Linked DNA regions of Mus musculus: regions 1, 2, 3 and 4 are each linked to region 5. The links are chromatin contacts, called in public HiCAR-type and promoter capture Hi-C maps. All regions are on one chromosome and are shown on one strand. Each heading gives the region's core, a stretch centred on a gene start, on an enhancer-like site or on the middle of the called end of the contact. The rest is flanking DNA. Distances are from core to core; before and after follow the strand shown.

The links. Promoter capture Hi-C pulls out the DNA fragments that hold promoters and counts their contacts. HiCAR-type assays count read pairs that join an accessible place to other places.
Region 1: a contact with region 5 is called in a promoter capture Hi-C map of second pharyngeal arch cranial neural crest. The contact joins the promoter of Skida1 here to the promoter of Arl5b in region 5. A contact is called at or near these places in 7 of 39 promoter capture datasets (the 3T3-L1 cell line, the C10 cell line, cranial neural crest and 4 more), 7 of 484 Hi-C or Micro-C datasets (Sertoli cells, cerebellum, muscle stem cells and 2 more), 8 of 115 datasets of contacts at active chromatin or transcription factors (acute myeloid leukemia, astrocytes, differentiating embryonic stem cells and 5 more) and 3 of 9 other capture datasets (adipose tissue, embryonic stem cells and liver).
Region 2: a promoter capture Hi-C map of the C10 cell line shows a contact between it and region 5, with 10 times the contacts expected there. The contact joins the enhancer-like site here to the promoter of Arl5b in region 5. A contact is called at or near these places in 4 of 39 promoter capture datasets (the C10 cell line, cranial neural crest, hippocampal neurons and 1 more) and 8 of 115 datasets of contacts at active chromatin or transcription factors (DN3 thymocytes, acute myeloid leukemia, astrocytes and 5 more).
Region 3: a contact with region 5 is called in a HiCAR-type map of astrocytes, with 6 times the contacts expected there. The contact joins the promoter of Itga8 here to the promoter of Arl5b in region 5. A contact is called at or near these places in 2 of 39 promoter capture datasets (cranial neural crest and pre-B cells) and 1 of 115 datasets of contacts at active chromatin or transcription factors (astrocytes).
Region 4: a contact with region 5 is called in a HiCAR-type map of astrocytes, with 10 times the contacts expected there. The contact joins the promoter of Mindy3 here to the promoter of Arl5b in region 5. A contact is called at or near these places in 2 of 39 promoter capture datasets (hippocampal neurons and pre-B cells), 4 of 484 Hi-C or Micro-C datasets (CD4 T cells and uterus), 4 of 115 datasets of contacts at active chromatin or transcription factors (astrocytes, embryonic forebrain, large pre-B cells and 1 more) and 2 of 9 other capture datasets (adipose tissue and liver).

Annotation. Positions count from the first base shown.
Region 1 is chr2:18,047,116-18,049,815 of GRCm38.p6, forward strand. Skida1 (SKI/DACH domain containing 1) reads right to left here and starts at 1,334. Exons shown (of 1, transcript NM_028317.3): 1 at 1-1,334. The coding sequence starts at 1,224.
Region 2 is chr2:17,364,499-17,367,198 of GRCm38.p6, forward strand. All of the region lies in intron 24 of Nebl (nebulette), which reads right to left. Among named protein-coding and RNA genes, the nearest start is that of Nebl, 97 kb to the right of the region's middle. Within about 2 kb of position 1,408, at least 74 of the 459 cell types and tissues checked have an H3K27ac peak or open chromatin away from gene starts, as enhancers often do. A contact at or near this core is called in acute myeloid leukemia and pro-B cells, where this site is marked.
Region 3 is chr2:12,300,506-12,303,205 of GRCm38.p6, forward strand. It overlaps Itga8 (integrin alpha 8), which reads right to left and starts at 1,439. Exons shown (of 30, transcript NM_001001309.3): 1 at 1,072-1,439; 2 at 333-466. The coding sequence starts at 1,277. It overlaps E030013I19Rik (RIKEN cDNA E030013I19 gene), which reads left to right and starts at 741. Exons shown (of 2, transcript NR_040353.1): 1 at 741-1,084.
Region 4 is chr2:12,418,128-12,420,827 of GRCm38.p6, forward strand. It overlaps Mindy3 (MINDY lysine 48 deubiquitinase 3), which reads right to left and starts at 1,333. Exons shown (of 15, transcript NM_024185.4): 1 at 1,032-1,333. The coding sequence starts at 1,125.
Region 5 is chr2:15,054,062-15,056,761 of GRCm38.p6, forward strand. Arl5b (ADP-ribosylation factor-like 5B) reads left to right here and starts at 1,259. Exons shown (of 6, transcript NM_029466.5): 1 at 1,259-1,513. The coding sequence starts at 1,468. It also overlaps a transcript of Nsun6 not described here.

The sequences.
Region 1 (2,700 bases), core at 84-2,583, 3.0 Mb after region 5:
TTCCTCTGAGGACACCGAGTTGCTGGAGCTGGACAAACTGGAGCCAAAATCCGAGTCATTGGCTGCATGGTCGGAGTAGGAGCTGGACTCGGAGTCGCTGCTACAACTCTCGGGAAAGCTTCCTAGATGGGGTTGCGGCCGGTGGTGATGAGAGGGGTGGTGACTCGGCGTTGGCTGCTGGGCTCGGTGGTGATGGTGATGATGATGGTGGTGATGGTGATGGTGGTGGTGGGGAGGCGGGCAGAAGCTGTTGACCAGATGAAACCTCTCCAAGCAAGTGGCCCCGGCCGCCGCCGCCGCAGCAGCAGCCGCCGCTGCTGCCGCCGCCGCCGCCTTGGCTTTGTAGGATCTGGGCAGCAGCAGCAGGCGCCGGGCTCCGGCGTGAGGCGGGAGCAGGCAGTTCTTGGCGCCCCCGCGCTTGCGCTTGCAGCGGTAAGTCAGGCTCACTGGGCCTCCCGCGCCGGTCGCCGCCTTGGGCTGAGGCCCGGCAGTCTGGTAGTAGGCGGCGGCGGCGGCGGCAGCAGCAGCGGCGGCGGCGGCGGCGGCGGCTGCAGCCGGGTGCTTGCTGCACAGCAGGCTCCGAAAATAAGCGGGGTCCGAGTGGAAGGCGACGTAGTTTCCCTGGAGCTGGGCAGTTTCATAGTTTAAAGAGGATTTGCAAGGCGAGCGAACGATCTCCGGGTAGTGGGAGCCCGGGTATTTGCTAAAAATCTGAGGTAGATGGGCGGCGGGGCGCGCGGCGGCGGCGCCCGGACGCTGGGACTGCGCGCTGATTGGCAGGGGCCGCGCGGCTCCGCTCAGGCCCCGCCAAAGTTGGTGCTTGTCCTTCCAAAAAGCCGGGCGGGGGCTGGCGGCGGCGGCGCGCTCTGGCGGCGGCGCCTTTGTGGCCAGGGCCCGACCGACTCTCCTTCGCTTGGTCTTGAGCACACGCTCGGTTTTGCAGGATGTGTAGAGCGCTTCTACGTCTTCCCGGGAGATGAGCGTGCATTTGGCCGCGTGGAAGGCGATACTGTTGATTGCTTTGAGTTTCCGCAACTCCTCCAGATCGCAGTGGTGCTTTTTCACTTTCAGATGATCCATGCGCTTGTGCACGGTCGTCCTCGGGATGTTTTTCAGCAGATCTGTGAAGACTTGGGAGAGAGCAAACATTTGCTTCCCTTTAATGATGAGGTAGCCGAGCCTCACGCCATCCACCTCTTCGAAACCTGACTTCAGGTCTCCCATCTCGGGCACTAAATGATCCCCACCATTTGCAGTAAATATATACGTGACGCATACATACACATGTATGTATGTTAATCCTCCGCCAGATGCTGCGTGTGTCTCAAGGCATCCTGCTAATAAAATAACAAAGACTGTTATTCCCGGCGAAGGGAGTGCCAAACTCTAGGCGAATTACTGGGGGGTTGGGGGGGGGGAAGAAAAACCCCAAGAAATTACACTGACTTGATTCTCGCTTTTTTTTTTTTTTTTTTTTTTTTTGGTTTTCGTTTTTTTAAAAAAGAGGGAAAAGACCATCCGGTTTCAGCTCTGCCAGTGTGTTGGTCTGAGTCCTCGATGCGGATCAGTACCTGGGCCCCGCTACTCCTTCCTTCTCCATTGGAGCACTATGATAATGGAATGTGAAGGGAGAAAGAGAAAAGAAATGCAGCTGCTATTCCCGCCGCTGCTTTAGCTACAAATAAAATGACAGAGTGAAGTGAGCTCGTCCGGAGACACCTTCATCAATTAATTCCCCTAAAGCCAACGCTGATTGGACACTCCTGACAGGTGATGCAATAAAAATTGATATTCCACCCCTTCCCCCCAAAATCTCCTACTAATTAGCATACCCTTATACTGCCACCTCCCCTCCCAAAGTAAATAATACAGCCGGTATATAAATCTTTCCATTAAACTATCGGAGCTCAGAAACAGCCTGACTCACAGACTTCATCAGAAGCAGTGTATGTACGAGAGAGAGAGAGAGAGAGAGAGAGAGAGAGAGAGAGAGAGAGAGAGAGAGAGAGAGAGAGAACCGTATATTCCCCTTTAAAGAAATACTGCCTATTTTTGCTTTATTTGCATTTTACCGATACAGCTATTATCGTTTCAAAGGAAAGCATTTAAAAAACATTATCAAGCTCAAATAGATATACCCCACCCTTCTTTTCTTTGGAAAATGAAGCTTAAGGGAAAACGTGCAGAATAGCCTGGTATTTCCCTTCTGGGAGTGGAGGAGACTGGCTGGGAGCTCTAAAGTTAAACCCTGAGGTGACCCAGCCCAGTACAGACTTACGTTGGCAATTTCTCTCGAGTCCCCCCACCCCCCATGCCTTTTACAACCAGAAACAAAGTTATTTGACCAAGAAAGCAGTTCGAGGCTCCACCTCAGGAACATGTAACAATTCAATTGGATTTCGCTTCTTTGCTGAGGAGTGGGGCAGGGGGAAGGTAGTTTCTCGTCAGGCCCATAACAAAGCACAGATAAGCCAGAGATGAGTACACTTTTCACCATTAACTAGCCTGGAGTAGAGGTGAGGTCATTCTAGAGTGCCCAGCACCGGCCTGAGCTGGAAGCTTGTCCACAGGTCCGAATTCCAGGGAGCAGATACTTCCTTCTGCAGCAAAGGGAAGGAAAGGGACGGCTCCCCAAGGTGATCCCAGAAGTTTTACATAAAAACAATGAAAAGAAAGTGCTGCTCTATGGCGCAGCGGACC
Region 2 (2,700 bases), core at 158-2,657, 2.3 Mb after region 5:
CAGCTAAAGACACTAATTATTCCCACCAAACACTTGCTTTGCCATTACCTTAAAGTTCTGTCTTCCACTCAATCAGCGCCTCCTCACCAGAGTCCAACCCAGCATACATTTCGAAGGGATCCTACATTTCAACGCCTCCAAGAAACTATGGATGCTATCTCTTCCCTTCCTCACGGGCCTTCCTCACGGGGGAGGAGGGGGCGTGGGTGAGTGGGGGTGGGGGGAACACCCTCTGGGAATGTTTCTACTCAGGAAGTTTTCAGTTTTGCTTCAATGTCATCAAAACATCAAGACACTGAAACCAAAGGGTAAATGTTTCCTTCAAGGCCTTCTACAAGAGAAGTTTACTTCACAAGATATTTGTGTGTGTATGCGTGCATGTGTGAGAGTCTCCGGCATGGAAGCCGGGGGTCAGTGCCAAGTGTCTTCTTCCGTGGCTTTCAACTGTATTTATTGAGGCAAGAGCTCTCACTGAATCCCGGAGCTTACCAGTTAGCTAGGTTGGTTGGCCAGCAAGCCCACTGAGTCCTCCAGGCTCGGCTTCCCAGCCCTTAGTCTCCAAGCACGCATCACCACACCTGGAGGTTTTATGTGGGTGCTGGAGATCTGAGCTCAGATTCTCATACTTCATGCTTAGGTAGCAAGAACTTTACTCACTGAAAAGTCTCCCAGGCCCAGTGGTTCTTCTTTTCTGGTGCTGTTTTAGGTTATAGAAGCTTTAGGAAGCAGGGCCCCCAGGGGGAAAGTGGGTCACAGGAAGAAGCAGCTTTTGAGAGTTTTAACTGAACTCTGCTTGTGGTCCAAGCTCTCTGCTTTCTGGTTAGCCAAGAGGTGAGGAGTCATAGTTACAAGATTCTACAACCAATAATACTACCATGCCTTTCCTGACGTGATGAACTGTATACTCTTGTAAACCCTGGGCCAAAACAAATCCTCCTCCCTTGTATCATTCTGTCAGCGACTGGGTCAGGGATTTTCTCATAGCAGTGAGATGAGGAGCAACAGGAGCAGCGACAGGAGAGCTTTGCCATGGTACAGCTGATGGGATTTTCTAATGACTTCAACACAGAGAAGGCATAAAGGACAAAAATGCAGAATGATTCCAAAGAGGGTGGCTCTACAACCTGAAAAGCTGTAGCTGTCACTTAGCAAGTCATAAGCCCAGGGAAGTACAAATTCACAGGAGATAGGATAATGTGATGGCTAGCTCTAGGTTTTAAGTTTAAATTTCTATGCTTATGAGATCTATGAGACAAAAATGCCTCTAACGTATAAGCCCCACTTGTCCACAGATAGATAACTTCCTGGAATGCTGGTGCTGTGGTTTGTGCAAGATAACAAGCCACGTATTTTTGCTTCTGTAACGTTCGGTTACCCTTAGTTGCACAAGATGTGTGCTTGGTCACATGTAGAAAGGAAGTACATTCGCAGGATGTATACTGGCCTCTGATTGCACAAAGGTAGGAAGTGCACAGCTCTGTGAATGTTGCCTTTATTATAACCTGCTGACTAATGTAATATAGGGTCATATTTTGAGTATGAGTCTTGGGTAGAGACCTAGTCTGTATCCATGTTCTTCTTATTTATGAAAATTTATTCATGGTCAGAATGGTAAATCTCCGAAAGACTTCATACCCATAACAATAGTTTGTTAGTTTATGAACGCAGGCTAGTTTTGAATGTATGAAGTTTGTATGTCACTATTCTATTGAAGAAACAAGGTGGATCTCATTCATTATGCTTTGCTTCACCTAAAATGAATAGAAACAGGGGCATATTTTCATGTGTCTTAAAGACTCTTCCATGAAACATAGATACCTTCTGATGTTGAATCGCCTGAGTTGATGTCATCAAACTTACTTGTACATTTTAAGTTCTGTTTCATACCTCTATGCCTACCTGAAAAACTAGGAAGTGTCCCTAAAGAAAAATTGTATTAGCCTTGTAATGGTTGCCTTCCAATGGCAGAAACTTATAAATACATCTCCAAAGAGTCAATTTGACTTCATAAGGCCTTCTTCATTATAGTAATCCATCACTGTGAGCCAAAAATCTACCTCTGTACCTTCATTTGAAATAATGTTTCTGGGCTAGGTATATAGTAGAGTGGTTGCCTAGCAGTCAAGAAGCCCAATATTCTACTACAACACCGCTCACTCACTAACTATCTAAATACAGAAACAAATAAACAAGTAAACAAACAGGCTGTATGTGTATATGTCTATAGTATATTTGCATGCATGTATATGTGTTCTCATGTACTTTCGTGAGTATGTATGTGGAAGCACAAACTGAACATCTTCCTCAGTAGCTCTTTACCATATTCACTGAAGCAAAGTCTGCCATTTGAATCCAGAACTTACCAATATAGGCTGGTCTAGCTAGGCAACCTGCTCCCAGATGCCCTGTCTCTGCCTTGTCAGGATGGGGTTACAAAGGCGCTGCCATACGCACTGGGTGTCTTTGTGGTTTCTGGGAATCTAAATTGAACTTTTCGTGTTTATGTGGCAAGTGTTTTATCCATGTAATTAAATATTTTGAGAGTTCTTAACTACATGACATGATATATGTCTATAAACAGGAGGCTGAGGCAGGAAGATAAGTTATTTTTAGCCATATTCTTCAACATCTTATATAAGTGGAAAAATATTTGTTTGCACTTTTTCTCAACAGAGACATCTTCTCATTCCATTCAGATTC
Region 3 (2,700 bases), core at 189-2,688, 2.8 Mb before region 5:
GTCTCCACCTCTATATTTGAGGACCAACCCGATTCTCTATAGTGTAGGTTATTTTGTAACTCTGGCCGGCCTCGAACTCACAGACACCAGCCTGCCTCTGCCAACCAAGTATTAAGCCTGTGCTCCCCTCCCCTCACAGCTGTGGGTTTCTACTGGTCCCAAGCACCTCCTCCCCTAGTGTTCACCTCTGAACAGTAGGGAAACGGATGTTACCAGATGCATCCAAACACTCAGATTTACATTAGGAGGGGGGGAAAGAACACTAAATTGCCGCGAGGAATGGCTCTGGTTCTTTTCAACCAGGGGCCACACTACAGGTTAGCATCACTTACTGGTGGTGTCAAACGGTATCTGCTTGCACTGTGCAGACCTCTCTGAGGGCCAGGGACAGTAGTAGACAGCTCCCCCTTCTACGATATCCGGCTGGCTAGTGTTGGCTTTGGGTGCCCCCACTAAGACACTGGCTCTGCAAAGAGATTGGAGAAAGTCACTCCTCTGGGAACATTTACCCGTGTGCCCAGTCTGTAGAAGCATGCCCACCGGACTGCGGCAGCAGCGGCAGGCACAAACAGGTTTATTGTGGAAAGACTGCCAAACTTGATTTCCTCTTTGGAAGCCTATGAGCACCAGAAACCTGGTTTTGGAAGAGGCTGCTAATGGTTCTGCCTGTCTAGGTGGAGGTAGGTGGAGACTGTGATGGGGAAGGCAGATCCCAACTGTCTGCAACCTAAGGCGCTATGAGATTCCGTAGGAACAGACTGCGCGGTCCTTATTTTAAAACTGACCTGAGTCTGTCCCGCCCCACTCTCTCCTTTGTATAATGCTCTTGTCTTTGAATCCGAACTTATATACCAGTGGAGCATCTCCAATCCCAGATTCATGGGCACATCTATTTAGCATAAGTCAGGAGGAAAGATGTTGGTAGCAGGCAAAGAGCAGAATCCGACCCGGAGTGGGCAGTTGCCTGAAATATCAGACATCCTTTCCTCCTGGCTGCGGAGACCTCTGAGAGACAGAGACAGGACCTGGAATCGCGCGCCACCAAGCCACCAACCCAACCCAGCAACTTACGTGCGCGCATCAGGTATGTAGAAGTCCAGTGAGTAGCCGAAGTAGCTGCCCTCGGGGCCACTGTACACAGTGAGCTTGTCCACATCCAAGTTGAACGCCAGACACGCAGGGGACCACAGCATCCCCAGCGCGGCCGAGACGCAACAGAGACGCGCGAACGGAGGTGCCCGGTTCCCCGGGGGACCACAGTGGGTTCCCGCAGACATCGCCCTCCTTCCCGAACGCTGTTCACCCGGGATCGGGAGCCGTGGAGCCCAGAGGAGAAGGCCTGACGCTCCCCAGAGGCCGGTGTCCCGGGTCGGTGAGCTAGGAGCGTCCACAGTGACAGTCCTCTCGCCCTGTGCGGCCCGCCGACCCCGCTGCTCTGGGCTTGCAGCAGCGGATCCCGCGCTCGACCCTCTCCAGCCCCTGGCTGGGGCCGGCGCGCTCTTCGCGCCCTCTAGCGGCTAGTTCTCAGGCTGCAGGACGGAGCTTGCGGTCTAGGACCGGGCAAGTGCCTGTTGAGCCCGCTAGATTTCGAGTCTCTAGTTTAAGGACCATCTAAATTTTATGGATGTCACCTCAAGTCATTGTTTTGGAGAAGCGGTGTTCCATATGCGGCGAGAATTTAATGATTTCCCAATATTGCGCAGCTCGGATACAAGCATACAAAAGAGTATACCAACTCCAGAAAAGAGTGGTTATATGGCTGTCACCTCTACCTTTGAGGGTAAATCAGTTTCTTCCTCAGTAAATGGGATTTGATAATGGAATGTAAGAACCCTCTTCCTCTCCTATTCCGCTGACATACTAATACAAAAATCCTGTAGGTTTTCTCAGTCTTTCTCAAGGGCATCTCTGGCACATTGTATGATTTGGTATAAACCTCTATCCTATGAGGTTGTGATGAAGGACTGCAAAGTCAGAAATGCTGCAGTTAACAGTTTTCAAAAGCAGGGCTTGGGAGTGAAAGTTTGAGACAACAGGATCTCTTCCTCACCAGTACTAGTTGTTGATCTTTCGAGGAGCCCGAAGGTGAAGGGAGCAGACTAGAACTGTGTGTATAAATGGTTTTTTATAAATACAAACTTTTCAGGACATAGATTGGTGATAAAAAAAACAACATGACTCTGAGGTCACACAGAATTTAAGTGTAGGCAAAGAAGTGTGGGACATGGTGACACATACCTGAAATCCCAACACTGTTTTGTTTGGGGGCAGGGGCTGTAATAAGAGGATCTTTTGTTGGACAGCCTGGGCTAACCTAACAAGTTCAAGACTAGCCTGAGAAGGCTGTGTTAAATATATATATATATATATATATATATATATATATATATATATATACACACACACACGTGTGTGTGTGTGTGAGAGAGAGACAGAGACAGAGACAGAGACAGAGAGACAGAGAGAGAGACAGAGAAGGGGCAAGCTGTTTCTGGGTAATTTCAGGAAAGTTGGAAACAAATTTAGATGTAGACAAGAATTTGAATAGGAGACTTAGATTTGGACCTCCCGGAAGCAGATGAGGGAAACACTGAAGGCACTAATCTCCTAGCATTAGATGACCATGTACAAGATCGTAGTGAAAAGGAGTATCCAAGGAGTGGTCTGAAATAGGGCTGGATGGATCCTGAGACCAGGGAT
Region 4 (2,700 bases), core at 83-2,582, 2.6 Mb before region 5:
CACCCTCCCACCACCCATCCAAAAAACATTCCAAACACTGACGATAACTTAAAGCTCACTCGAAGGCTGGAGATGTAATGATCTTAACAGTGGCACCCTCTTTGTATCACACATTGCAGTCCCAGGGCCCCTCCCCTTTCACTCCTGCAGCAGGTTAGCCCAGAGTGGCAGAGGCACTTGCGTTCTTTGGTAAACACTCTCTCACTCAAACTCTTCCTCATCAAAAGCCATTTAGAGCAATGGTTCTCAACCTGTGGGTCGCGACCCCCTGGGAGTCGCATATTAGATATTTATATTACTACGTAACCGTAGCAAAATTACAGTTATGAAGTACTTTTATACAAAATACTTTTATAATTAGGGGTTACCACAACATGAGGAGCTGCATAAAAGGGTCACAACATTAGGATGGCTGAGAACCACTAATTGGAGCAGGGGTACTAGCTCTGGGTATCCAACAGGCCAGAGCAATGGCAATAGAACCTAACACAGAGTACCCGAGGTGTCTGAGCCGGGTTATTGGAATCAAGTCCGGGATCTAGAACTGAGCGCAGAGTCCCGAAAGTGGTCAGAGCAGGGGTACTGGGATCAAACTCTGTAGGAAAGAGTGCGAGTACCGGAAGATTAGAGTTGTACTAGTACCAAGCGCCGGTACAGGGAAAGAAAGCGAGTGCGGGAAGCCGAGCAGCCGCAGCTGGGGTACTGGGACCAAGGGCTGGTACGGGGAAAGAGTGCGGATACTAGAGGGACTGAAGCCGGGATACTAAGCGCGAGCACAGGGAAGGAGTGAGGGGACCGGAGGGGCTGGAGCTACTGGGACAGAACGCGGGTGCCCCGAGTGCCTAAAGCGTGGTTACTGGGACCAAGCACGGGTACTGGTGAAGAATGGGCATTGGGGCCAAGCGCCAGGTACCCGAGGTGATGGGGTCGGGGCGAGATGGTGGAGCGGGGGTAATGGGACCGAAAGAGGCGTCCTGGCCCGACTCCCGGAGCCCAAGCTGAGCGGCTGGAACGGAGCCCTGCCTTGGTACCTTGCGTCCAGCGGCAGAAGATGGTGTCCGACAGTCCGGGACTGCTCTTGGTGCCCCACACCAGCTCCAGCAGCTCTTTGGTCACTTCGGACATGATGGGAACTGGACAAGAAGTGGGTCTTTGCTTCTCGGACTCCGGTCCCGGAACATAGGGAAGGGGAGGCTCGAGAAAAGGGCAGCGGGACGGCAGCGGTCGGACGCGAACGGGAGGTCGAGATGGGTGAGGGCAGCACACTGCCGGCACAGACCGCCTGTCAAGCCGGGCGAAGCGGCAACTAGGAGTTTCCCCTGCCGGAAGCGGCCTGACTTCCGGCTTCCTTTAGCCCCGCCCCCGCGGAGGGCTGGGAGAAAAAAAAAAAATCTCTTCCCCGGAAGCAGAAGTGGAGAGAGAGTCTCTAAACGCTAGGAGACTTTGGCTTTTTTTGGGAGCTGTCCTGTTTGGGGATAGTTGGACTATTGACTTTTGCACTGCCCTACCAGGGGGCTGAGACCTCCTCTCCTGGACTCTGCTCTACTTTTTTTCTTAACCTTTTTTAAAAAATTGATTTCTGCTCTACTTTTGTAGCAGGCTTTGAGGCTTTTGCTGTTACCTGGTCCTTGAAATCTAGAATATTATGTAAGCTAGAATTATAAGAGGATGGGCTATACCCTTGAGTTGAAAGTTGCCTTCCTCAGTCTCTTGATAAACCTTAAAAAAAAAAAAATCCAACCAAGTCATTAGCTAGTTACACCTGTAAATGCATTTGTGTATTTAAAATACCTCTACAGGTATAACACATTACAAAGCTAACTGGGGCTAAGCTGACCTAAACCAACCAATTGATAAATAGCACAGATTTCATATCGAAATTTTAAGGCCCCTATGTTGGCAGTACTTGGGATTAAAGACCCAGGTTTTATTCAAGGATTAACATTCCATTATACTTAGTATGAAAACTATTTGTGGCATTTAAAAAAGAATTTTCATTGGTTGGCTTTGACAATTAGGAATGGAAAGGGCAAATGTGCATTATAAAAGTTTGTGGACATTGGGGTGTTTGTTTGCTTATTTGTTTCTGGAATGCAGTATTTCATACTTATTTGGAAGTCGGACTCTGAGTCATGAAAACCCCAGACTCTTCCATGCTGAATATCAAGTTAGCTTCACTCCACCTTTGATTGTTGTTCCCTAAATTAGTAATTGCCATACACTTATCACCATTACACATATTGTGAGGTATAAAAGAAAAAAAATGTGTAAAAGGATCCAGGTCCTTTCTGGCATATGGAATATATTCACAAAACAAGGGATATTTTATTCATTAAGATATTTTGTGGCAATTTGATGCAACACCAATGACTCACATTTTAGGCACCTTGCTATTTAATATAGTAATTTTTCAAGACACATAGTTTGCTGATTTCAAAATACAGATATCTTATCTTGTTCCACGTTAACTAGTTAAGATAAATGAACTCATTTTAAATCACCCAGTTTGAAAACAAGGGTTTCCTAATGTATAGTTTTTTTAAAGCATTCTTCCCTGTAGTACCAGGGGATTGCTAAAAATACCTGTTGTGACCACGGCCTTCCTCATGAGTTTTTAAAAATGTCTCTTGTATTCTCTATATTATTTTTTAAAAAATTACATTCATGCCAGGCATGATGGCACACACCTTTAATCCCAGC
Region 5 (2,700 bases), core at 9-2,508:
GCATTTATTAGTTTAGGCAATATTCAACTGTATTTGTGAGCATCTATCATTTGTTTCAGTCAGAGTAAGTTTCTTTTCCTTCAGGTTAGCAAAACTTTCAAATTTCTAAATTCTAACCTGAAAAGGGCGTTAGAGAATCTTAAGTCGGCTTTTTAATAATGAGGCCAAAAGTAGAAATGATAAGTTTGCGCAACCACAAACTCATTCAAATTTGTAGTCCAACGGATGATCATTAAAGCTATGTTTGAACAGGATCAGTACAACTTTTCCTCTGTAGGAGAGGCTGGAGCTATGGTTTAGTATCAAGAAGTTGTTGTGATCTTGTACCCGAGTTTTCAAGTCTTCACTGTCCTTTGAAGTGTAGCACTAGCAGGGCATCTTTTTTTTGTTTGTTTTGTTTTTCGAGACAGGGTTTCTCTGTGTAGCCCTGGCTGTCCTGGAACTCACTCTGTAGAACAGGCTGGCCTTGAATTCAAGAAATCCGCGTGCTTCTGCCTCCCGAGTGCTGGGATTAAAGGTGTGCGCCACCACGCCCGGCCACTAGCAGGGCATCTTAAGCTATACTCATTTGTTTTATTTGGAATAGGTCATGGGACAGTTTACCTTGTTACAAGGTCAGGCTGGCAGGCTTCTTCTCTGGTTATGTGGGGCCCGCCAGGTGGCCTCAAGGACTAGTCTGGCCTATGAAGTTTCCAGTTTCAACTGGTAAGGATTTTGAGATTAACTACCACACCTAACGCTTGGCCAAACTGATGGCACTTTGATTTTAGAAACTTAACTGGACCCTGGCTACAGGCATTCCAGCACGCACGTCCCTATCAATTCCATTCAGAATTAAGAATCACGCTAGAATCCCAACACTGGGACAGGAACGGAAACCCACTCCTCCGCTTCAGTCAGAGGACCGCGCCAGCTGAGGTTCCTCAGGCGGTCAGCAGCGAGGGACGCGGTGGCCAGGCCTCGGGGATGACCGCTGCTCTGGACCTCAGTCCGCGTTTCTTCAGAGTGGCAGGAGAGGGAGCGCGCGCCGAGGAAATCCCCAGATCGGCCACACCCCGCCTCCGCAGACGCCAAGCCCGCCCACCATCCGCACACCGGAAGTGTACAGGGAGGACCCGCCACGTCCCAGGCGCCCGCTGACGTCAGCGCGCCGACGTCACGTGCCGACCTTCCGGCGATGGGTGGTCCCGGGCGTAGGTGGGGAGGCGGGGCGGGGGCGGGGCTCGTGGCCAGCCCAGGCTGTGCAGGGTAGGTGGGCGCAGACCGAGCGACTACGGGTCGGGGCTGGGCTCAGCGCGCTGCGAACAAAGGAGTCTGCGGCGGTTCCCGGCTCCGCGGAGGACCAAAGCTTCGCTGGACTCTTGAGGCTCCGCGGCTCCGGATCGGCTTCCCCTCGGTTCCACCGCGGGCGCCGCGGCACCTGCCGCCGAGTGCTGCCCAGGAAGTCTGTCCCGTCCGGGGCTCATGATGGGGCTGATCTTCGCTAAACTGTGGAGCCTTTTTTGTAACCAAGGTGAGGCCGGCGGGAGGGTGGACGCGGCGCTGGCAAGTCCAGATTGAGATCTGGATAGGGTTCGGGGTAGAACTCGGATCTGGGGACCCGGAGCCCGGGCAGGGGACGCACCCGATGGCCAGGAATCCCACGCGTGTGCAGCTTTTAGCCAACCAAGGTGAAAACATATTCCTGCAATCTGTTTGCGGGCCTTTCCGGTCTCAGCGAACCATCTTTTAGGTCTGATTAGCCCCAAGAAAGTGTCTCCCCGAGAACCCAAAACTTTCCGTTTGTTTAACACGAAACAGGAGTTTTGCACTGTTTACCTTCCTCTTGTCTATGCCAATGCACCTTCACGTTGTCTGACTTGGCTCTGATTTCTGTTCGTCAAGACTTAGAATGAGTGAGTATTCAGGTGCACGGGTTTCTGAAATTTTTACACATACACACAGCTTCCCCTCCTCCCCGTAGGCGTGAAAAAAAAAATCTAAATGCTCTCGGTTATGTGTAAGATGTTACGTGGCCGTAATTATTCTAGAACAGGTCATGAATTACCTAGAAGTTGTAAAACCTGTTCCGAGGCAGAATAAGCAATGCTGTCTTGAGAAGAGTCACTACTAGACAGAAAGGGGTCCAATGATAAAGTCTTCGTCTTTCTTGTAACAGAATGGTTTCTGAGTATTAAGACCAAATTTTGTTCCCATTTGTTTCATTTTGTAGGGCATGATTTATAAACTACTTTTGTTTTTATGAAGGTACCAAGTCTTTGCCATTATTAAGGTCCTTTGTTTTGTGGATTTAAACCGTGAAATCATTTTGAATGGCATTAATTCACTTGTTCTGAACGCTGATTTTTAAAAAGCCCCTTTCAAGCTTATGAATACATGCAAGCACACTGGCACATGTGTGTGTATGCAAGTACCACAGATAAATACTCCCTTTTAAGTGACTTTGGAGTGTCCAAACTGAAGCTCCCGGCGATGTTTCTCAGTAATGTCATGCACTATTTTTCAGCAACTTAACATTTTCTAATGATTGTAAAAGTACTATGTCAAGAACAATTTCAACATATAATTAAATATATATTGATTACACAATTAAATTTGTGTAAATAAAAATGAATTACGCAATATTACCTTTTATCAACCCCCCCCCCCCCACACACACACCTTAGCAATAAAAATGATCAGAGTGTTGGTTCTCCCTTT